5 separate regions of the Mus musculus genome follow, and regions 1, 2, 3 and 4 are each linked to region 5. Evidence: chromatin contacts called from public HiCAR-type data. All regions are on one chromosome and are shown on one strand. Each heading gives the region's core, a stretch centred on a gene start, on an enhancer-like site or on the middle of the called end of the contact. The rest is flanking DNA. Distances are from core to core; before and after follow the strand shown. Region 1 holds the start of Ascc3 (activating signal cointegrator 1 complex subunit 3). Region 2 holds the start of Sim1 (single-minded family bHLH transcription factor 1). Region 3 holds the start of Asf1a (anti-silencing function 1A histone chaperone). Region 4 holds the start of Cep85l (centrosomal protein 85-like). Region 5 holds the start of Dcbld1 (discoidin, CUB and LCCL domain containing 1).

The links. HiCAR-type assays count read pairs that join an accessible place to other places.
Region 1: a HiCAR-type map of astrocytes shows a contact between it and region 5, with 2.0 times the contacts expected there. The contact joins the promoter of Ascc3 here to the promoter of Dcbld1 in region 5. A contact is called at or near these places in 3 of 39 promoter capture datasets (cranial neural crest, liver and pre-B cells), 1 of 484 Hi-C or Micro-C datasets (LSK cells) and 1 of 115 datasets of contacts at active chromatin or transcription factors (astrocytes).
Region 2: a contact with region 5 is called in a HiCAR-type map of astrocytes, with 2.0 times the contacts expected there. The contact joins the promoter of Sim1 here to the promoter of Dcbld1 in region 5. A contact is called at or near these places in 3 of 39 promoter capture datasets (cranial neural crest, liver and pre-B cells) and 1 of 115 datasets of contacts at active chromatin or transcription factors (astrocytes).
Region 3: a HiCAR-type map of astrocytes shows a contact between it and region 5, with 4 times the contacts expected there. The contact joins the promoter of Asf1a here to the promoter of Dcbld1 in region 5. A contact is called at or near these places in 2 of 39 promoter capture datasets (liver and pre-B cells), 1 of 484 Hi-C or Micro-C datasets (cardiomyocytes) and 2 of 115 datasets of contacts at active chromatin or transcription factors (astrocytes and large pre-B cells).
Region 4: a HiCAR-type map of astrocytes shows a contact between it and region 5, with 3 times the contacts expected there. The contact joins the promoter of Cep85l here to the promoter of Dcbld1 in region 5. A contact is called at or near these places in 1 of 39 promoter capture datasets (pre-B cells) and 2 of 115 datasets of contacts at active chromatin or transcription factors (astrocytes and pro-B cells).

Annotation. Positions count from the first base shown.
Region 1 is chr10:50,590,937-50,595,609 of GRCm38.p6, forward strand. Ascc3 (activating signal cointegrator 1 complex subunit 3) reads left to right here and starts at 1,733. Exons shown (of 42, transcript NM_198007.2): 1 at 1,733-1,961.
Region 2 is chr10:50,892,435-50,897,061 of GRCm38.p6, forward strand. It overlaps Sim1 (single-minded family bHLH transcription factor 1), which reads left to right and starts at 3,217. Exons shown (of 11, transcript NM_011376.3): 1 at 3,217-3,637. The coding sequence starts at 3,463. A230054N11Rik (a long non-coding RNA gene) reads right to left here and starts at 2,100. Exons shown (of 2, transcript XR_871640.2): 1 at 646-2,100; 2 at 1-156.
Region 3 is chr10:53,595,591-53,600,367 of GRCm38.p6, forward strand. It overlaps Asf1a (anti-silencing function 1A histone chaperone), which reads left to right and starts at 1,371. Exons shown (of 4, transcript NM_025541.3): 1 at 1,371-1,708. The coding sequence starts at 1,600. The region is part of intron 7 of Mcm9 (minichromosome maintenance 9 homologous recombination repair factor); the gene reads right to left.
Region 4 is chr10:53,378,301-53,382,825 of GRCm38.p6, forward strand. It overlaps Cep85l (centrosomal protein 85-like), which reads right to left and starts at 1,583. Exons shown (of 13, transcript NM_001204983.2): 1 at 1,209-1,583. The coding sequence starts at 1,281. Gm46225 (a long non-coding RNA gene) reads right to left here. Exons shown (of 3, transcript XR_001779770.2): 2 at 3,162-3,269; 3 at 2,286-2,424.
Region 5 is chr10:52,230,934-52,235,171 of GRCm38.p6, forward strand. Dcbld1 (discoidin, CUB and LCCL domain containing 1) reads left to right here and starts at 2,686. Exons shown (of 11, transcript NM_025705.4): 1 at 2,686-2,902. The coding sequence starts at 2,818.

The DNA of each region.
Region 1 (4,673 bases), core at 483-2,982, 1.6 Mb before region 5:
GTAGAGCCAAATCTGGCTAGTGGCTTGAGCATAGCACAGGAGAGTCAGGTAGTACATTTTCAATTTTCATCTTTTTGATCCTCTGGAACTCTGTTGGGTATAATCTAAACTATCTATGTAGACTCCTTTCATTTTTCTTTTTTACTTATTTATCTTGTCTCATTTACTGGTAGAGGAGAGAGTGAAAAATAAAACATAAATCTAACCCAACAGTGATGGCTTCATCTAGCTCGATTGAGTGCCAGGATGATATTACTTTCAGTTGTACTCTATACAAGTAATATCTGCATGCTGCAGAGACTCTGAGACCCAAAAGTTCAGCTGGAAATTAATTAGCATCTTATTTATAGTTGCGGTTTTTAACATACATGCTGTTCCAAAATTGCAATCTTGGTACTATAATTCTATGTTTGATCAAACCCCTCTTCCTTCCCTGCCTGCTTCATGGAAATGCTCTCTCTGTTTCTGAAAATTCCACAATTATGTATCTCAGATTAGCAAAATATTTCTATGCCACTCACATCACCTCTGCTTGGATTCTCAGGTGGCCTTCCCACTTGGGAATATCTGCCTCTGCTTTTTTACTATAATGAATTTGCTTTTGCTTAAGTCTCTTCTGTATCTCTCCTAGAATTCTTTCTCTAGTGAGACCAAGAGTCTTTGGGATCACCAGTTGTAGTTTGGTGATAAAATGAGTTAGACTGTAAACGCTTGAAAGGCTACATGCGACTGGACTAACTTTTAGCAAAACCAGCCAGTAATTCTCCTAAAATGCGTCTCCCTCCCCCCAAATCCCTATTATGTAAGCATTCAGCATCTACTTAGAAAATGTAGAGACTGGGAACTTAGAGAAATGTAGAGACTGTGATGGTCATATATTGCTTCTACAGTGCATTTAGTTCCTTGGATTGTATTAGAAGGGACTCTCAGAATGTGAAGGGTTTTTGTTTGTTTTCCTCATAAAGTTCAGGTCATACCAGACAAACCTTTATCACCAGATGGGTCTTTCATATTGCTGACAGTCCAGTAACTTTTCCTCTTAGTGAATCTTACCAAGTTTCATTAATACTTCATGATTCTTTTCATCTGCGTTATCTCATTTTAATTTCTGAAATGCTTCTATCGCTATTGAGGTCTTCTTACCTCAGTCTGGTATACAGAACTTCCAGTGGGTTTGGCAAGTTATGTTTATTATTCAACCAATGCTGCTTCTATAAAACAGGGTTCTGGTGAGTTTTAGGACAACTGTCTCGGGAAGAATGGGCTGAAAGGGTAGGATGACAATGCATACCACATCTGTATCCTCGCTCATCAGTTCAAACTTAACAACAATGCAGTTTTTTTAGGCTAGCTTTTCTAAATTTGCCAGTCGCACCAGGCTATCGTCAGATGTTTTGTTTCGAAGGTCAGAAACAACTTCAGAAGTACAAAGTGGAGAATAATGAAACTCAGGGAAATCGAAACTTGAGCCTAGAGCAGGTGGGCGGAACCATCTAGTAACCACGGGACTGTGACTCACTGGTTTCTGCCTTCAATAGGAATTAATTACTCGGTGCCATTATCAGAACCAAGCGGGGATTAGGGAGTCGGCCGGAGGGAACCAAGAGTCGGACCACTAAAACTGAGCTGAAACTTGCTAGCGTGTACGCCACCCGACGCCAACCCCCGCATGGGCGGGGCCGAGGGCGGCCGGGTGCTGACGTGGCGACGTTGGCGTCGCGGTCGGTGACGTATGGCCGGCGCCCGCCCCGCCCCTCCGTCGCTCGGCGCGGGTGTGTGGGTTTGTGGGTCAGTGCCAGCTGGGCAGCCCTCGCGCGCTAAGGCGTGACAGCGAGCGACCCCCGCCGGCCCGCGTGTGCTGCGGAGGAGGTCGGGGCGCAGCCCTCCGCTCCGCTCCGCCGGAGTGAGAAGAGGAAGCAAACCTCCAGGAGGCCGGAGGCGCGCGTGGCGGCGGGGCTGAGGTGAGCTAGGGAGAGGGAGGGCGCGGGTGGCGGAGCCCGAGTGTGCGGCGGGGCGGGGCTGGTCTCAGAGTCCGGAAGAGCGCGGGTGGACCGAGCTGTCATCCCTCGGCTGGGCGTCCCGGCTCACCTAAGTTTGTAGGTGGGGGTTGGGGTGAAAACTCCAGCGCGATTGCCCACGTGTAAGGACAGAATGGCCACAAGATGAAAAATTTTCTGTTCTAGGCTTAACCTGTTTTTCTCCTCCCTCTCCCCTTATTTATATTACACATTCCTAGCAACGTCGTTCTTCGCCTACATCTGTTGGGTTGGGTTTCCCCCACAACACAGAGGAGCGAGTGCTTTGGGTCCTGGAGTTCAGGGCAGTGGGTGAATTTAACAATCGGAGGACTCTAGAATGTATTTTTTTTTTTTTTTAAATAAAGAAGTGTCTATGCTAAGGGGGTAGATGAAGTGGTTCTTGGTAGGATGCTGTAATTTCCTTTACCTTTAAAAGAAAGAAGTTCAGTCTACTGAGTTTGATATGCATCACAAGTGCAGTCTAATTGCTACCTGTGGTGTGGTTTTTGTTGTTGTTGTTGTTGTTGTTGTTGTTGTTGTTCCTGGATAAAAATTAGAACAGTCAACTATATCTACCCCCTTTTCAGATTCATAAGCTGAAACGTTTGTTTTCTGAGTTTGATTGTTCTCAAATTCCGCTTCTGAGTCTAGGCTGGACGTGCTCTAGCTCATGTTTTGTATTTAGTTTTTCACGTCATGACGATTATAATACTGGTGTTGCGCCGGGCGTGATGGCGCACGCCTTTAATCCCAGCACTTGGGAGGCAGAGGCAGGCGGATTTCTGAGTTCGAGGCCAGCCTGGTCTAGGACAGCCAGGGCTACACTGCCTCAAAAAAAAAAAAAAAAAAAAACCTAAAAAAAAAAAAGGATTACTTTATTCTATGAAACCCACTGCATAAGTAAGCCATCCACAAAGATAATACTGTGTTGCATTAAAATATTCATAGAGATGTCAGTTAAGTGTAGCTTAGTGTTATTTACATGAGTGAATTAATTTTGCAAGACTTAGTTTTCTTGATCCTTGTTGAATAATTTTTTCTAAAAAACTTGGTTCATTCATTAATTCATTCATTTGTTCACTCTTCATTCATTCCCTAGCACTGTGGGAGGTGTAGGACATAGAAAGTCCCTGTTCTCACAGAACTTTGTATAGTTAACTAGCAAACACTCTTTTAGAAGGGATGTTTAAATTAATAATTGGAAACAAATTTCTGGCTGGAAGCGTTTTCATTTTTTTCTAGTATTTACATTGGTTGTATTGATACCTCATGTCTGGCATAGGATATAGAAAGTCTACATACAAAACATTTTTATAAAGAGCCTATATGGTAACAGAATAAACTTTTTACTCTAATACATCTTTCTTGAGGATAGTTTGTATAAGTACAGTTTTCAACTTTGAGAAAGTGAGTATGCGCAGTTAAAATTTTAGCTCATGAACATCTCCAGAAATAAATGAAGAATTACAGAGGAGACAATAAGGAATCTGAGAATTCCAAATCTGAAAACCCAAAATATGAAGTACTCCCAAAACTTCATTACAAAGAACTTGTAAATAAATGTCATGAGGAACAATGAGCCATATCTGAAGTCTCCACCTCAACGGAGGTATTATACAGTTAGAGAATTCTGAAACTGTAGAGCTTTACGTTGAATTTTACATTTTCACTAGCACATATATTTTAACTCACTTATTCCCCACAAAAAATGAAAAAAATAACAATTAAAATGGAAAAAAAGCTCTACAATGTCTATTACTTGATTTCATTTCTCCTTTATCACCTAATATTAAATCTTCTATATATGTTCACCGAACGCATGTTTACATTTGTACACACACACACACACACACACACACACACTCAGGGGAGATAGGGAGGAGGGAGGCACTAAGCTAGTAGCTTAGTATAAGAGAAGACATGTTTCTCTTTCTTTCTGAGATAATATGACATCACTATGGGTCATTCTAAGCCAGTGGTTCTCAACCTTCCTAATGCAGCAACCCTTTAGTACAGCTCCTCATGATGTGGTGACCCTCAATCATAAAATTATTCCGTTGCTACCTCATAACTATAATTTTGCTACTGTTATGAATCGTTATGTAAATATCTGATACTCAGGCTGATATGTTACCCTTCAAAGAGTTGTGACCCACAGGTTGAGAATAAGTTCTGAGTATTGCCATATATATGTGTGTGTGTGTGTGTGTGTGTGTGTGTGTGAATGTATACATATATATGTGTGTGTGTGTGTGTGTGTATAGATATATGTATACTTATGTATATGTATGTGTGTGTGAGTGTATATATGTATGTGTGTGTATATATACACACACACATACACAGCGATTTTCATTTGTGGATGGACAATAAGGTTGGTTCTGTGTTCTTTTTATAGTTAATTAAAAAAAGTAGTAAACATGGGGTTACAATTATCTATATGGTATAACTGGGAGTTCTTCAGGGATACCCAGGAGTAAAATAGGTCATATGTTAGTTATATTTTTGATGACTTTCCAGTGGATTCCCATAATGCCTCTATTAATTTGCATATCTACCATCTGTGAATAAGGGTTCCTGTCTCCACATTCTCTCCAACATTTGTTATCAAACTTCTTGATGACCAGTATTCTGACTGGTGTTATCTTAAAGTTT
Region 2 (4,627 bases), core at 1,967-4,466, 1.3 Mb before region 5:
TGTTTCCCACGCCGGAGGCAAGCGTGAACACGTGGATAACAGTCGAGGTTCGGGTTCCCAGCTGGTGTCCCGGGCTGTCAGGGAGCGCGGGCAGTCTGGGCGGACGGGGTTCAGGTGTCTGACATGGAAGACAAGAAGGCCAGTTCCAGCTCCAACCTGAGCGCAAAGATTAGAAAAACAGGTGTTTCATTGCCTGGCTAATTCAGTATTTCAGTAAAGGAAGCTCTGCTAGTTATCTGCTGAAGATTTAGCGAGGGGCGGTCACCTCTCGGCCAGGCATTAACTATATTAAAGAAGGTCTCCTGGCTTGGTGAACAGCAGAGCCTCTGGGGGAGGAACTTGTCGGGATCCTTATACAGATGTTTTGTCCTCACGACTTCCACCTTCATTTTGTCTGTCTTTGCACTGAGGCAAAATGCCCAGTACCTCTTCAAAGGCATCTGCTGGAAAAGCCTGACTTGCGCCGCAGACTTCTCCACCAACCCCCACAGAAGGTAGGATCAGGTTTCAGATCCCAGAGAGGCACTTCCACAGCCTGCGCTTCGTTTGAAGTAGAGATGGGGTGTGAAGTAAAGGCAGGCTGCACAAATCCTGTCCAGGGCACAGTCGGAACAGAAAACCACTGCTTAACCTTAAGGTACCTACCACTGTTTAGTTTTGTGGCTGCTCTCATCCTCAGTTCTGTGCAGTTTATTGGAAAAGGGAGTCACGAAAGGTTTTTCATTCACCGCTGCTACCGCCGCCGCCGCTGTCACTACCACAATTACCACCACCACCCCAATAAGAAACTTGATGTTATCTGGTCTTTTTGGAGTCTTGATGAGAGCCACAGGATACCTCTACCTCCCACGGACAGTGTATCATTAGATGGACTACGATAGAGCCCACCCAGAGTTAGGCCTCTAAGTGGCCACAACCACTGAGGAAACCACTCCTTTCTGGATTATAACCCTGTTAGGTGGTTCCAGTTTTGAAACACCTACACAGTCTTAGTTTAGTTCTTTTCCTTTCCTTTTTCCAGGTGCCGCTCGGATGTGTAATTATTCCCCATACCCCCAGAATGTTTCCCATTGTCCTAGGAGCTCCCAATGTCCTTACTGCCATTGGGAGGCGGGGGATCAAGGAGGAGACAGATGTCTTATTTTTCAATGAACATTCTTAAAGGTGAGCCATGTATCAGGATGGCACACGACTCTTCAAAGAAATTATTTTCTCAGAGGCAAAAGGAGGAGCAGGGCGCTTGGTTTCTGGTGCACTGCTGATTTCTAAGGCCCGGGATGAAGTCTGTAAGCTTTCATTGTCTTAAGGGAAACTTAGCCTTTTTTTCATCGCGATCTGCTGCCCTCTGATGAGATGACTGGAAGAGAAAGCGCTTAGAACAGGAGGGTCTCTAAACTAGAGTTTTCCCCAGAAACAGTACTTTGAGAACAGTTCGTCTGAGAACTGTTGGGGAACGTTACAGGTTCACTCAGTTATTGTGTCCTCTCTAGAAGGAATATTCGTGCTGGTCTTTTTGTTTCTCGAAATAAAGTCCGCAGAGTTGCCCAACAGTTTAGATAATAACTCTGTAAGACGTCTAATATGTCAGTTGTTCCAACACTCTAGGCTTCTTCTATCACATCCTTCTTCTGACTGACTACCCACTAGCTGGTTCCCATAGGAAACTGCCCAGCAGACCTAGTCATCTTGCATCAGTCACAAACCCGAATCATTTCGAAAACGTTGCCCTTTTTGGAATAAAGGCGGGCATTTATTTCATCTAGCGATGAATTTTGTCACAGTGGTGTCAGGATAAAAAATAAGTCCAGCGTCGTTCTCCCTCACCCAGTCCTGCAGGCGTGAGGCGCGCAGCCGTGGGGAAATCCTGGCCACTGTCTGGGATGCTATTCGCACGCGTTCCTGGAGCCTCGGCTAGCCAGCCCCCGCAAGGCCGCACGCTGTGCGCAGACACCCGAGTCTAGGGAGCGCGAGTGTCACTCGGCACGCCGAAGACCTCGGGGTTTGGAGCGGCGGCGGCAGCGGGGCAGCGGCGACCCCGCGCCCGGGGCTCATTAGGAGCGGAGCTGCCAGGCTCACTGTAGGACCCGAGCCGCGAGCCCAGTCGCGTGGGGGGGGGGGGGGAGGAGGAGCAGGGAGCATGCTCGTCACTCACCCCGATTGGCCAATGAGCGCCGCGTCTTGGTTGCCTATGACCAATAGGAAGAGAGAAAATTTGTGAGTGGCGTTTGAGAAGGGCGGGAGAAAGGGAACCTGGGAGCGAAGTTGAAGCTAAACCCGGTAAGCTATAAAGAAGTTACAGGGGGGCGCTTTGGGCTCCCAATTAGGAACAGTACCGGCTCCCAACACTACGGAGGACTCGGACTCGGAAAACACCTCTCCTGTCCCCAGCCTGTGTTCTCCTCCCGCTGCTACCTACCCCTCCCCCATTCATGCCCATGGGAAGGTGGCCCAGGCACACTCTGCGGGCTGCGGGTGACAGCCGGGAGGCTGCCGCTGAGGCTCCGCAAGCGCGCAGGCTTGAAAGCAGTTAGGGGGCGGGAGCCTTAGCAGCCTCCGCGGCTCTCGAGGACGTAAGGTAGGTGAGGAGCCAAGAGCTCCAGGTGATGCCTACGAGGGGCTGTCGCGCGTGCCACCTGTTAACTCTGCGCTGCGGTGCCCTGTGTGCAACTGCGGGAGTCCCCGGGGGTTTGATGCATAAGCAGCACTTCTCCAGGAACCCCTCAGACGTGAACCCCGCCGGGGAGAGGCAGCCGGAGTCCGGGGCAGTGGAGGAATTCTGCACGGCTGGATAGCCTGGCTTGGCGCGCACGGCCGGCCGAGCTCTCCGCAGACGCGCATTTAGCCGTCGGTGCTACATCCCGGCCGCGGCGAGCGGAAGCCCAGCCTGTCCCGGGACCGACCTGCCCAAGTTTTAAATACCCAGGGCTGTGACGAGCAGAGTATGAGCGCAGAGGCCCTTTGGGGCCCGGTTGGCTGAATTATAGTGGGTTTGAGTTTAGCCACAGATGTCTTATTCCTTGGTGTTCTTGTCTTCGTAGTGATCTGAAAGAAGTTACCCGCGATTCCTGTTTCCTACAAACCAGCTCAGAACCAGAGGAGTTGGAAAACAAACGTCGGGTATTATTATGTCGATTTCCCAAGGACCCGGGTTCTTACCGCGGATCAGATGAAAAGGTTGGCTCCTCGGGAGTCCTTCCAGCATTTTATACTTAGAGTCCCAAAGGATTGCCCGGATTTGCCGTGAACCAGCAGCTTTCTTTTATACTTACACCTCACGTTTTCAAGAAAGTATTTTGTTTGCCGCATTGCCCTGTCCATCATTCGTGTCTTCCCGGAGCAAACTTCAGCCTCCTGTTTAAAGTTATGTTTTTACCGAGTGTGATCTCTAATTGAAAGTTAACTTTTGGTTTTGGATGAGTCTGTGGAGTTTACGTTGTAAGAAGAAAGGGAGCCCGAGACACGATGAAAGAAAAGTCTAAAAATGCTGCCCGAACGAGGAGGGAGAAAGAAAACAGTGAATTTTATGAACTGGCTAAATTACTGCCTTTACCCTCAGCCATCACCTCCCAACTGGACAAAGCATCCATCATCAGACTCACGACCAGCTATCTCAAAATGAGAGTGGTCTTTCCAGAAGGTAAGCGTCTGTGCCTAGATTGAATTTCGAAGGAGTAAACCTACCCCAGCAGCACAGAAATGTACTTGTGTTTACCGGCGTGGGTTACATTCTCTGAAAAGGGAAATTTAACCAAGCTATTTGATCAGTCAGCGCCAAAGGGCTTTCCCTGCCTTTCTTAGTCTTTCTCTTCTTCCCCGTATTTCTCTCTCCAACACATTCGATATATTTGGTTGGGAAATAACCCAATAGTGCTTTTATCAACATTTGGCTCAGTTGAAAGCACGGCTAATCCAAACATGACTTTCCTTTTTGTTCCTCTAGTCAGACATGTATCCAATAGAAATCAGGAGTACTGCCCAATTGCTTATTTTTGCTAGGTATAGATTAGATGTATAAACATAGTGCTAGGTAAGCTAGATAATAATTTATCAAAAGGGCCACAATTCCGCGAGGGCAGGCGTGTGTGTGCGAACAGTATGCCTGGACTCCGCCAGTCTCTTGGCTGTTTATAGTAAATTGGTTCTCATTTTTTAAGATGTCCAGAGATTCTTAAATCGGAGCTTTGTGAGTTGCATTTCTGGCCTTGGCGTTATCTGTAAAATCATAAATTTGTCTCAAAATAGTCAAGATTTGAGGAAAGTAGAGCAGACAGAAATGTATCCTCAGTGGTGGCTGACAAATCGAGACAAACTCTCATAGGGCCTAGAAGTTAGAATACCAGCAGCAGATAGGATTGTAAGTTGGAATTTCAGTTACTAATACTCATTGTGAGAGGAAGAGCGGACTTCCCAGAGCATAGTCTTGTGTGAACTCATATCTACTTAGTAGGAAACGTGAATACTCTCCAGGGAAGGAGCTCTTTGATCTCCCATTTGCTCACCCTTCCTCAACCAAATAACAAACAGAATAGAAAAATATTTTGTTAGGGGAGGAAGTTTTAAGAATGTAAAAGAATGATTACTAGACAAACAAAACTTCTAGAGAAAGAAGTTTGTTTATTTACAAATG
Region 3 (4,777 bases), core at 121-2,620, 1.4 Mb after region 5:
AACTAAAGGTCTTCGGACAAGGACAGATCATCCACAGCAATCCAGTTGAGTCTCAACCTGTCCAAGGAAGATTAATTAAATTCTGCACACTAGCAGAAACTTCACTTGCAGATTAATACTAAGACATAATTTTCACTCCGGATTTTATTGAATAGTTTAGTAGTTTCATTTATAAGGAAAAAGAAAAGAACCCAATGGTTTATGAGTAACACCTCCACAGTAAAAAGAATCAGTTCACATTCACAAAGGTGTTAGGTTTCCGTTTCCTGTTTCCTAGTCTACCCACAGTGGCTAAGTACCATAAACAAGCAACTTTTCCTCCAGTCAGCCTTGAAATGGTCTCACAGGCGTCACAGGCATGGAAGGTCTCCTCAGAATTGGTGTGCTGCACTTTTTCACTTATGAATGTTTGTTATAAATGCCTTGAAGAGCAAATGGCATGTTATCTGTGCTTTCTCCTTTCTCATATTCCACCAAAAATACATTTGTTGTCCTTTGGCCTTCAGACACTTCCATTTTCTCGACTTTTGACTTCTTTCTCTGTGCCCCCCCAACAACAGAAGCCTCGCTGTAACTGATCACGTTTTCCCCCTTTTATTTCTTTTTTTTTGTTTTGTTTTACATCTTTTCAGTTATTAAATGGGAAGAAATCCAACATGCAGCTGAAGATCGCATATTTTTTTTCTAGCCTGCGTGTGTGTGTGTAAAATCACCCCGCCCTCATTTTGTATCTATTTCACCGCACTGTCGTGGCCAAGAACTTGAATTCCAAAATGGCTTGCTCCTTTCGAGCTGACATGGGCTATAAAAATGCAATTTATTCCCACTGCAACCAGCCCTTCTCCCTATTCTCTACCATTACGATTGCGAGAAGCACAGACAGCTAGTTGGGCCTGACAAGGGCTGCAAAGCACACCTTATCTGCTAAATCCAGCAGAGCCAGCAAAGCCGCCGGCACTGGTGGGGGAAGCGTTAAAGGCTGGAAGAAAACCCGAAAAACCCCAAGGCCCATGCTGCGCACACACACGGGGCCGCCTCGCGCCCTCCTGCTTCCACCGCCGGCCCCGCCCACCCCACGGGTCCCGCCCCCTCCGTCCCGCCGCGGCCACGCCCGACGTGTGGCGCGGCCCCGCCGGGCGGGGGCGGGGCCTGCGTCGCCCCTCCCCCGCCGCCGGCGGCCTCCGCGCGGGCCTCCCAGCCCCTATTCCACTCACTTTGTTCTGCGCCTTTGTCCTGGTCCGCACCAGCAGGTGGAGCCGCAGTGAAAGTTTCCCGTCCGTTCTGCGAGCGGGAGCCCATCTTGCTCGCCGCCGCGGCCCTCGCTGGAGGAGGAGGGTCAGAGCTCGGGGGCAGCCAATCGCGGGCAACGCTGCTAGTTATCAGGGCAGAATGGGCTGTAGTTTAGTGAAATAGGAAAGCTGCAAAACACCGTGGAGTGCCGCCGTGTAAATAAAAAGGAAAAAAAAGTTTCTCAAGTCGCAGCTGCACGACGTCGGGCCGCGCCGCGCCGGGGCGGGGGTCTGCGCTCTCGGAGCGGCCGCGCGCGGGACTCGGTGGTGCCGCCAGCCCCGGCCCCATTGTTTGTGTTTTCTTCAAAATATGGCAAAGGTTCAGGTGAACAATGTAGTGGTGCTGGATAACCCGTCGCCTTTCTACAACCCGTTCCAGTTCGAGATCACCTTCGAGTGCATCGAGGACCTGTCTGAAGGTGAGCGAGTGGCGCCGGGCTGTCAGTTGCGGCGGCGGACGTTAAAGTTTCCCGGCCCGGCCTCGCGCGGGGTGGGCCGCGGCCGGCGGCCGGCGGGAGGGCGGCCATGCGAGGGAAACTTGAAGTTGAGGGACGCCGGCCGCGCCGCAACTTGCGAGCAACTTGCCGGGCGGAGGGAGCCATGTTGTCAGCTTTGTCTGCGGCGGGCGGCGCTCGGCGGCCCCCGGCTCGCGCGGCGCTGGCGGGGGGTCGTGCGGCCTCGGCGGCCCCAGGGCCCCACGGCCCGGTGGGGAGCAAGCTGGGCCGGTGGGAAGCGGAGCCATCTTACCCGGCGGCACGACGCCTGCTCCGGACCGCCGGGGGCGAGCGGGCCCGCGCCTTCCCGCCCGAGCCCCGCCGAGGCTGTCCTCGCGCCGCTCTCCGGCTCCCTCCACCAACCAGCGCGGAAGGCGGGCGCTGGGCTCGGCCCCTCGGCGCCTGGCTCCCGGGGGGCGGCCGTGCTCTCCGCGGGCGCCCGGGATGCTGTGCGCCGCCTCTCCCCGGGGACAGAGACCTCTCGGAGAGAAATGGTGAGGGGCTGGGAAGTTCCATGGCACCCTAGAGCAGAAGCAGGGTGCTTAACCAATTCCAGGCACTTCTCTGGCGTTTAGAAAGTCTGAAAGACTTTCTCCAGAACGTGTGAAGAAGAAGCAATTAAAATAACTCCACGTCCAAGCAGATGGAGAAAATGCAAACGTTAGCTGGGAGATAGAAGGCAAAATCCTTTCTGAAGTACATTTTACGGTTTAAAAAATGCGAAATAGTGAGGTAATACAGAACTTAGAAAGCTAAAATATGGCTTCTTAACGCTTTTCTTAGATTTTATTAAAATCAATGCTTCATTTTCAACATTTGAAACAAAAAGTTTAACTTCATTGGTGTTAAATTTTAGTTAACTAGGAGGACATCTTGGGACTTGAAAGTATTTCGACAAAATGCCTTGTATTATCCTAATCATGACGAAAAGAATTTCTCTTTTAATTTAAAAGTTTATAATCTCTTCAATGTACTTCATGTAGAATGTTAACTTTAATTATAAAAACCATTGCAATAAACCTTTAAAAATTGTAAAAAGGAAGTCACAGCCCCTTCTCTTCACTCCTTTGGCTAACCATCACTTAAAACGTACCCTGCTGTTTTTAATACGTATGTAAATTATAACGTGCATACATTTAGTGAGTGGGACATATTTTGAAGATTGACTAAACATTAAAATATAGTAGTCTCTGAATAGACTGTGATGATTAATGTAAGTGTAAGGGTGTTTTCCATTTGAAATGTAACAGCATTTCCACATCAGACCTATTTCCAACCCCAACACTGATTTTAATTTTCTTTTTCAAACTGCCAATTTATATACAAATGATCAAATATAAAGTAAGATCATGGCTGAGTCCATCCTAACTCAGTGCAGTGTTCGAGGCATTAGAAGTTCTTTACACTACAGGTGTTTCTCATATGATGGCTTCCATTTTAGGTCCACATTGTATGAGGAAGATAGGCTCTAGGATATTGTTACAGAGTCATTACACTGGATAGTTCGAAACCAGCCACCCACAGAAACCAAACAGGGTTCCATGTTAAACAGGGATCCTTTCACAACAGTGTTATTACTCAAGTCAAGAATATGCCTTCCTCTAGTACAATTCAAAACCAGCGCACCATTATTTTAAGGTATTTTAAGCTGAGTCATTCCAAAGCTGCAGAGGAACCCTTGACAAAGGTGCCATTCCTGTCTACTCCATCTAGAGGCTCTGTGGAGCAAGGAGATGGGCGTTGATTTACCCTGCAGAAGCTCGTTTCTAGGGCCCATACTTTTGTTGTACTGTGACTTGTTAAGTTACTGATCAACGTAGAAATTCCTCTACAGGTAATTTTGAGTTTATGATTTGTGTCTACCTCCAACGTACCAATTAGCCTCCTTATTGTCAGGAATCCACTTGGTAGAAGGAGAGAACTGACTCCAACCAGTTGTCCTCTGACCTCCACATCAGTACCCATATATACAGAAACACACTTAAACATTTTTAAAGAGACTTTAAGTAGGGGCTTTATTATGCTTGATCACTAAGCCTATACGTTTAATTGGCCCTCCTTCAGTTTCTAAGGCTTAATACTTGCAGTGCATCAAAATTGACCCTGTGGCTTTATACTTTGAAAGTTCAGGCCTGTTCTGATTGCAAAGACTGTATATTTTCTACTAGACCACAGATTTTCCCAACAATGTAATTAACTTAAAATTTCCTTGGTAGTATCCCTTCCACCACATATGGAGATATTTTCTGGCTGGGATTACCATGAGTAAATGGAAAAGTTAACTTTTAAAATAAATGGATAATTTTCAGATTGAAACTCTTGTAGAGCCACAGCCCTTCACCATAACTCATAGAATACAGAGGCATAGAAAAGAGAAACCGGCTTCTAAACACATTGATAAATAAGCATGGCATCGCACTCAGACTCAACCTGTGCCCGTCCCTTGTTCTTAGTAAGGCTGGATTAACCCACTCTCCATTACCTGTCCTTATCCACTCTCTTCTATACTCTTGAAACCTATTACTTGAAAGCTAGAAAGAGCAAGGCTTAAAAGCCATGATTTTTGAGTAGCAGCAACCCATCTTTAACTGAATTTTAGATTACTTACCTTCGCCCAGTCTCAGCTTTCTTGTTTTTATTAGTGTGCACACACAAACACAAAATATATATGTGCTTGAATAATTCTAACTGTATGATAAAATGTTTACTTTAGATAAGTCAGTAGCTTTCATATACCCTCTCCTTAGCTGTGTCTTCATTTGGCTTTTGGGTCACTTCCTTCATTGGGTGCTAGCTTTCTAAACGACTTTAATGATTCATCCTCTTCCTGGCTTGCCTTCCAACTTTAGTGTTGAGGAAGGCTCATTTCACTCCTTGGTTCCATTCCTATCCTTGTCATTATGGTTTATTGCCAAAGTTCAATTTTTAAAAATTTGACCTTTTTGTGTTTATAATTAAACACCTAATAGGCATCTTAGACACGTATAAAACTAA
Region 4 (4,525 bases), core at 333-2,832, 1.1 Mb after region 5:
ATGGGAGGGTATAAAAGAATAAGGTGTAAGAGACATATATACATACATATATATATACATTATATACATTATATACACACACACATAGAGACAGACATACAGACATTACAGTTCTAAACCAATGGTTTTCAACCTCTGGGTCGCGCGACCCCTTGACGTCAAATGACCTCATGAGAGTCACATTTCAACTACGTCCATTACAATTCATAACAATAGCAAACATTACAGTTATGAAGTGGCAATGAAAATAATTTTATGGTTTGGGGACATCACAACATGAGGAACTTTTAAAGTTCGCAGCATTAGGGAGGTTGAGAACTACTGATAGTTTAGAATTTAAACTGTCACAGAATTTCATTGTTCAAAATTTCAGTAGCAATGTGCCTGCATGGTATCTTCAAAAAGGCAGAGAATACCACAAAAGGACTCCTACAAAATGCTTCTTTTCGAACAGTTTTGCAAAAGGTACACAACTGCCTCTAAGTTACACAAGTCAAGTTCTAACACTTTGTAGAACAGGGTTACCACCCATGGGTCCCCAAAATACCTAAATTTTTAGGAGAAATTCTGCGTACAAATAAGTAGCCCTTTTCTCTTGGGGGGTGGGGGGGAGAAGGAAAAAAATTTATGTATCTTTCAGCTTTTCAAAGGGGTTCATGATTCAGTTCAGATTAAAGAGCCCTTTAGACTGTCATCATTAGATAACTTGTCATGGTCAAGCCAACTCTTCTTGTTCTATTCCACGTTAGGGGAAGATTTATAATTCAGTGGCTCCTACACAACTTCTGGGTGATGCAGGCATGAAATGGTTGTCTGATTCTAACAGTCCCTACAACCACCACCGCAAAGCTGCAACCCCCCAGTTTCCCTGAGCCCCGTTTCGAAGGCGGCTGGGCTCTGATGGGACCCAGGAGAGCCCTGGCAGCCATGCGACCTGCTTTCTAAGAGCTGCCGCCCCCTCGGGGGTCTCAATCGGCGACCAAGTCCTCAGCAGCTTCTCTGGAGCAGTGGCTGCGGGCGACACTGCAGCGACCTTCCCGCCCGCGTCCCGCGTGGGGCAGCCACGCACACCACACGAGGGACAACAAAGCCCGGCCGAGCGGCCCAGAAGAGCCGAGTTGTCACCCCGCGGGGGTCGCAGGCCTTAGGGCGCGGACTCCGGAGAAGCCCTGGCGGCCGTCACCCCACCCGCCCGCAGTCCTCCTTACCCGCAGGGAAGCTGCGGGCCCCGCTGGGGCTGTCCCGGCCGCCAGCCTCCGGGGCCAGGAAACGGCCCCACATAGCGGGCGAGCGGGCGAGCCTGGAGCTCGGGGCCCGCGGTCGCCTCGGCTTCTGGGCGGAAACTTGAGCGGAGCCTGGGCCTCGGCAGCGCGGACCGGACCCGGGCGGGGGGCTTAACGGCTGTTCAGCGACGGCCCCGGAGCGCGGCGGCTGCCATGGCCCAGCCGGCTGCGCTGAGGCCCGGGCCGGGGAAGCTAGTAGCTCCCCGGTGACGGCGGCGCGATCGCAGGCTCCGGGGCTCAAAGCGAATCTGCAGCTGCGGCTTCTCTCAGCCCCCTCCGCCCGGCAGAACCTTAGGCAGCGGGCCGGGCCAGGACAGGCGGGGCCTGGATGGGGCTGGGGGCGGGGCCCAGAGGGCGGGGCCTCAAGGCGGGGCCTGGGACTCTTGGCGAACCAAAAACCTATTGCTAACAGCATGCGGGTGATCATCCTGAAGCCGCTCCCTACTTCTCCATCCTGTTACCTTCAAGCTGAGAGAGGGTCCATAATTTAATCCCAAACCCTGTCTTCCTATACGTGCTTTCTAGGGGCACAGTTGTTATAAAAGGTGCGAGTTGTCCCTGCAACCGCTTCAAGGGGCTGTGGGGCTAGCCATCTGACTCAGAATGGAGATCAGAATTAAAATTGTTGTCATGCGTTCCACAAGCACCGGTTATGGATCACGGTGGGAATAGAAAAGAGGACATCCCTGCCTCCCACATCTGCTCCACTTTATTTCCCACCCTTCCTAGGAACAGACATCCTGAGAAAAGACAAAGGAATACAGCATCCTCTTGCAATTACTCTTGTTGGCAATATAATCATTTGAATATTTAGATACAAACTAAACACTGTCAACCACTGTACAAGGAGGCAGTCTCAGCATGCCAATCAGAAGTAACCCAGACGATAAGTTCCTTAGGCTTTGAGTCCAGTGATGTTTTTCCTAATGTGGAAACTGCTAACAAAAGCTTAATATTGATGTATCCTCAAGTAAAATACTACTTAAAGCTTGTGAGGCTTACATTTAAAAATGTGTGCTATAACTCACCACATTTGCTGAAATGTACCAAACCGTGGTTATACATCTAGTCTCCTTCCTGTAGATCTGCAGATATTTCTCCAAATCTTCAGATGTTGGTCAACCGTCAAATGATTCTGATGCTAGAAGGTGACAGAAATATGAAAATATAACGAGATGGCTCTTTATCTGATCTAAAATGTATCTAATTATTTATTGACAGTTGAAAAGGATGGGGAAAAAAACATTAACAGTTCCACAAAGAAAAATATCGAAAGTAAAAATACTATATCTACAAATACATCTTTTCATAATTTGTAGTTTAACAAAAAGCCCAAATTCGCTGGAAACTTGATGTGTAACCCAGGCTGCCCTCAAACTCCTGGTTCTCCTGCTTTAGCCTCCTCTGTGCTTTCTAGAAAGAAAGAAAAAGGAGAAAGAAAGAAAGAAAGAAAGAAAGAAAGAAAGAAAGAAAGAAAGAAAGAAAGAAAGAGAGAGAGAGAGAGAGAGAGAGGAAGGAAGGAAGGAAGGAAGGAAGGAAGGAAGGAAGGAAGGAAGGAAGAAAGAAAGAAAGGGAGGGAGGGAGTAAGAAGGAAAGAAAGGTTCCGGTCGCTTAGAGATTCTTAAACATTTAAAACTCACAACCTCATAACCCCTTTTGTCCAAGAAACTTTTATACAACACTGGATGACTAGATAAATAAAATGGTGTTCAAGGCAAATGTTTGCTTATATTATAAATTTATTTTAATAAATTATTTATTACATATACAAATTTACCATTCATTAAAGATGAAAACACTCTGTATGCTAATGAGATAGATGCAATTCTTTACTTTCATATAAATGATTAAATGTTTGCACAGCATAGTAGTACATACCTGCAATCCCAGCACTTGATGGAAACCAATAAACCAGGAATCCAATTGAAACCTGGATTACAACATGAAGAGTTTAAGGCTAGCCTGAACTACATAATGAAGCCTTGTCTAGGAAAGAAGAGGAAAAATAAAGGAAAGAAGGAGGAAAATGAAGACATAGGTAAATATTTAAAAATGAAATTAATACCCAACAAATTTCTTTTTTTAAAAAATGTTAAAGACATTATTGAGTACATCTGGTAGGAGTTAGGGGGAAGAGTGGGGATGAATATAATCAAAAACCATTGCGTGAAATTTTTAAAGAAAAAATTATTTTATAAAGACATTGGTGCTGGACAGGTGGCTCAGCAGTTAAGAACTGGGATTAAATTCCTAACACCCACACAGGGCAGCTCACAATCACTTATAACTCCAGTTCTGATGCCCTCTTCTTGCCTCTGCACCATGGGGCACCTGTTCATACAGCCCAACACATGCACATAAACTAGTAAGAGATCTTTTAGATGAAAGATAAATGGTGCATTCATAAGGTTGGTTCGAATCTTGGGTTGAGCACTCTGATTTCCTTTACTTTTTTTTTTCCTTGAGGCACATTGGATTTTCTTACTTCTTTTTCCTTATTCAAACTTATCAGTTTGGACAAGCAGCAAGAAAGCTGAAAAAGGTTATAACAATGGGTAAAGGTGATTTTTTAATACTATCATAAAAATCTCATAATGTAAATGTCAATATCTATTCAATTTGCAAAACTATATATTTTATGAAACAAGATGAATAATATATAGGAAAAACTGTCAACAAAAAATAATTGCAACAGTTCCTCAAAAATGATTACCAGAATATTGACAAAGATGTATGGATGAAGTCTAAAATTTTTATAACTAGAAATGTCTGGTGTGTCAAGTTCATATCAATGACATAATTTGTAAGCTTTCCCACAAGAGAAATCACAAGTTATCAAATTTTGTTTACATTGTTATTGACTCAAATGATCATTCAACAATGAAAACTAAGAACACTTTTCTAAGCTGGATTTGAAAATGTTATTTGGTTCCTAACACATAGAACTCATTCATCCTATAGTAAGCAGAAGAGAAGTGGCCTGCCTATTACAGCATGAACAGTGTGTGCTTTAATTTCCTTACGTATAATTTGGGATTGTAACAGAGACCACTATCTTGAAGATTTGCTGTGGGAATTTCATTGCTTAATATTTTTTGTAATGTTTGTAATACAAACACACACTATAGATATAAAACTGTTACTTCTCACTAAAGAAAAAATCAGTTGCTGTAGGACAGATAGGTTACAGATGTTTTATGTACACACATGTTTAAACGGAGTAAAGTACTATTTCGATTCTT
Region 5 (4,238 bases), core at 1,436-3,935:
GCATACACTAGCAAGATTTTGCTGAAAGGACCCAGATATGGCTGTCTCTTGTGAGACTATGCCGGGGCCTAGCAAACACAGGAGTGGATGCTCACAGTCAGCTATGGATCACAGGGCCCCCAATGGAGGAGCTAGAGAATACCCAAGGAGCTAAAGGGAACTGCAACCCTATAGGTGGAACAACAATATGAACTAACCAGTACCCCGGAGCTCTTGTCTCTAGCTGCATATGTATCAAAAGATAGCCTAGTCGGCCATCACTGGAAAGAGAGGCCCATTGGTCATGCAAACTTTATATGCCCTAGTACAGGGGAACGCCAGGGCCAAAAAGTGGGAGTAGGTGGGTAGGGGAGTGAGGGGGAGGGTATGGGGGACTTTTGGGATATTGGGATAGCATTGGAAATGTAAATGAGGAAAATACCTAGTAAAAATATTTAAAAAGATAAAAAATGAACAAAAAAGAAAAAAAAAAAACCGTCGGTTTTGGTAGCCAAATTAATCTTAGCACCTGGAAAACAGAGGCAGGTGGATATCTGTAAGTTCCAGGGCAGCCAGAGCTGCATAGTTAGGTTCTGTCCCAAATAAAAAAATAAAAAATAAAAAAAATATTTTTTGAAAGAAAAGAAGGTGAAGCTAGCAAATGTTTCCTTATTGAGGTAAATTTTTACGGTGTGTATGAAGATACTCAGTATTTTCATAAAAGTATATTTACTTTTGATTTGAAGATAAGCCTACTGTTTAAGTACATCCTTTACACTCCCGATCTTTATATACTGTCTTAGTCAGGGTTTCTATTCCTGCACAAACATCATGACCAAGAAGCAAGTTGGGGGAGGAAAGGGTTTATTCGGCTTACACTTCCATACTGCTGTTCATCACTGAAAGAAGTCAGGACTGGAACTCAAGCAGGTCAGGAAGCAGGAGCTGATGCAGAGGCCATGGAGGGATGTTCTTTGCTGGCTTGCTTGTTTCTCCTGGCTTGCTCAGCCTGCTTTCTTATGGAAGCCAAGACTACCAGCCCAGAGATGGTCCCACCCACAAGGGGCCTTTCCCCCTTGATCACTAATTGAGAAGATGCCTTCCAGTTGGATCTCATGGAGGCATTTCCTCAACTGAAGCTCCTTTCTCTGTGATAACTCCAGCTGTGTCAAGTTGACACAAAACCAGCCAGGACATATACATATTTATTTCCTCTCTATGACAACTGGGGAAGAGTTAACATGAAGGCAAGCGAATGTGTCCCAGTCAGAGACTGGCTCTACACTCAGATCTAAGAAAGGCTCAGTTGGAAAGCTGTAAGTCTTTCCTCTGAGGTTGCCATAAAGGAAGGTGCAAAGTCCACTGCCAAATCACACTTGGAATCTCAAAAGTTAAAGTGTAAACCAGGCAGGATATGAAGGCCTGCCTGTATTCCCCTATCTCAGAGGTGGGGGAAGAAGGTTCAGGAGTTCCAAGGTCAGCCTCCGGCTACTTAGCAAACTACTCAATACCAGCCAGGAAGACAAGAGAAGCCCTCAGAACACAGACGATAAACCTCAATCTCAAAACAACAAAACATTTTTAAGGCAAAAAGTTATCCTACCTGTCAGCTTAGGCTTGGAGTTGGAGAAAATTCCAAAGGTCACTTGGCCTTGGAGGGTCTGATCTTCCTCAGCTGCCGAGACCACCCCACCCCGACGCACTCTAGATGTAATAATTCCCAGAGGCCACGAGGTGGTGTGTGAGTTAGAGCTAAGGTTGTGGCCACGCAGAGGAAAGTCACGGGGGGGACCTAAAGGTGACAGTCCTTAAAACGAGTATTAACCGTTTCTCTGTTCAATTTGACGACCAGGACTCCAATTGAACGACCCAGTAATGGGCTCTAAACTCCTCCGCGGTCCATCGAACCTAATCTCAAGACTTTCCCACCACCTCAGAGAGCGCCTCAAACATTGCTCAGTCTGAAGTTTTCCAGACTGCTCTGGGGACTCTGCAGTTTACATATCTCTTACTGGTCCTACTCTGCACGTCTTTTCCCACATCTGGCCAGGCACCCACCTGTCTACTGAGCTTCAGCTCCAACTGGCCCCTTCCCGCCCTTTAATCCTCTGAACAACCTGGGCACGAACTCAGCTCTCTGTCTTTTACTCTCGCTTTGCTCCCAGCTGCCTTTTCACCATCCAATTAGATCTCTCCAAATGTGCTCCAAATATACTGTCCATGTTACAGACTGCAGTTTGTAGTGAGCGATTATTTCTAAGCTCTGCAAATGCCGAGTGAATTTAAGCACCCAGCCGCGTAGAAAGTTGAGTTAAACAACGGAATGAATGAAGAGAGAGAGAGAGAGAGATGGAGAGAGAGAGAGAATGAATGAATGAATGAATGAATGGACTTGAACTGCCATCATCCCATCAGATTTCAGATGCCTTGCATAGCCTTGGCAGACCAGCTCTAGGGTAGAGCTGACAAACTGCCAGAGGGGCGGAGTCTCGGTGAACCCCCGGGCTCTGGCGAGCCTGCGTGCCAGGTGAATTTTTGATTTTCATTTTCTAGTGAATCCGGGCAGGTGGCGCGGGGGCGGGGTGGGGTGAGGGGGAAACTGGGCGCCCCCCTTGGGAGACCGGTGGTGCGGCTGATCACCCCGGGGAGGGGGCGGGGCGGGGCGGGGCAGGGCGGGGAGGACACGCCCTCTCGCGGGCGCGGGCCGCCCAGAGGGATCTGTGCCGTGTGCCCGCGCCGCGCCGGGCCGGGCCGCGAAGGAGGCTGCCCTAGGCGGGCAGCGGCAGTGTAGAGCCGGGCCGGGAGGCCGATCCTGCGGGTCTGGAGTCCGGCGGGACCATGGGGACCGGGGCTGGTGGGCCGAGTGTCCTGGCGCTGCTGTTCGCCGTGTGTGCTCCGCTCCGGTTGCAGGCGGAGGAGCTGGGTGAGTGGGGGACTCGGGGCTCCGGGAGGGCTGTGTTGTGGGCCTCGGGGGAGCCTGGCGAGAGGCGGGCGGTCTCCGCCAGGCGGGGGATGGATTGAAGTCAGAGGGTGCATTTCGGATCGCGCCCCGATACTCTTTCCTTCCCCCCCATAAACGAGCCCGGCAGCTTGGCGCCTGTTCCCCGGCTGCCTTCGCGGTGTCCCCGCCCGGCCGGCCACTTAGTTCCCAGATTTCCCGACCCTTCCCGGCGGGTGCGAGTGGCCTGGCCCCGGGTGCTCGCCCGGCGTTGCCCCGCCAGCTCCTAGTCTCTGCCTGCAAGAGGGGGTTCTTCTGCGAGGCTGCCCCGGAGCCGACTGCAAACAGGGCCCCCGTTGCCTCACGCGTGTCCGGTGGTGATCGGAGTTGGAACCTTGCGACTCTGGTCCCTCAAGGGTATTTGAGCGAGTCGACTGCGGCCCAGGCTGCTTTTCCTCGGTAGCTGATCTTTGGCTTCCAGCGCCACCGAATTTTCTCTCAGACCACCAGATTAAGGCAGGAAACTGGTTTCCCAGCCCTACATGGCCCTACTCCATTAATCTGCTTTAATTAGTTCTCCTTGGATAGGACGAGCCACCTTTCTGTGGGTTCTCCCCCCCACCCCCCACCCTTTTCGGGTTTTGTTCCTCTCCTCCTGCCTTTGCTCCTCTGTAACTGGGGTTAATTAATGGCAGTGAGTTTATGCAGAATACTTGAATACCGCCCCCGCCCCCGCTATGCTTTCTGGGGGAACAGAAATCGAAGCTAAACTCATCGCTGGATTTTTTTTTTTTCATTGAACAATGTATTCGTTCACCCAAACATTCAGCAAGTTGATAGCATTAAAAAAAAGTGAAGTTATTTTGTTTAGAGTTACGGTAACACAGTCTAACGTGTGTTAGAATTGCACTGTGTAAGGTTTTATGAATGCTTTATAAACATGCTGTTTTGTTTGAGTTTTGGCGGCGCTCGGGAACTTGTGCAAGGCAAGCCTTTCAACAACCAAACTATATTCCAGTCATTGGATGTCTTAATAACTGAAGACACTTTCTCAAGTCGATATTTGAAACTGTAACATTCTACATTTATTTGGTGTGGGTTTTAAAGAAAATTTAGTTTTAGTGATGTGTATTTGTGTGTGGGTTGAGATGTACACGTTGAGTGCAGATACCCACCGAGACCATAAGCAACTAGTCTCTTGGACCTGCAGCTACAGGCAGAAGTGAGCCTGAAAGAACAGTATGTGCTTTTAACCTCTGAGACATCCTTGCAACCCCATTTTACATATTTTTATTGAATTTCTTGTTATTATTAATATTTG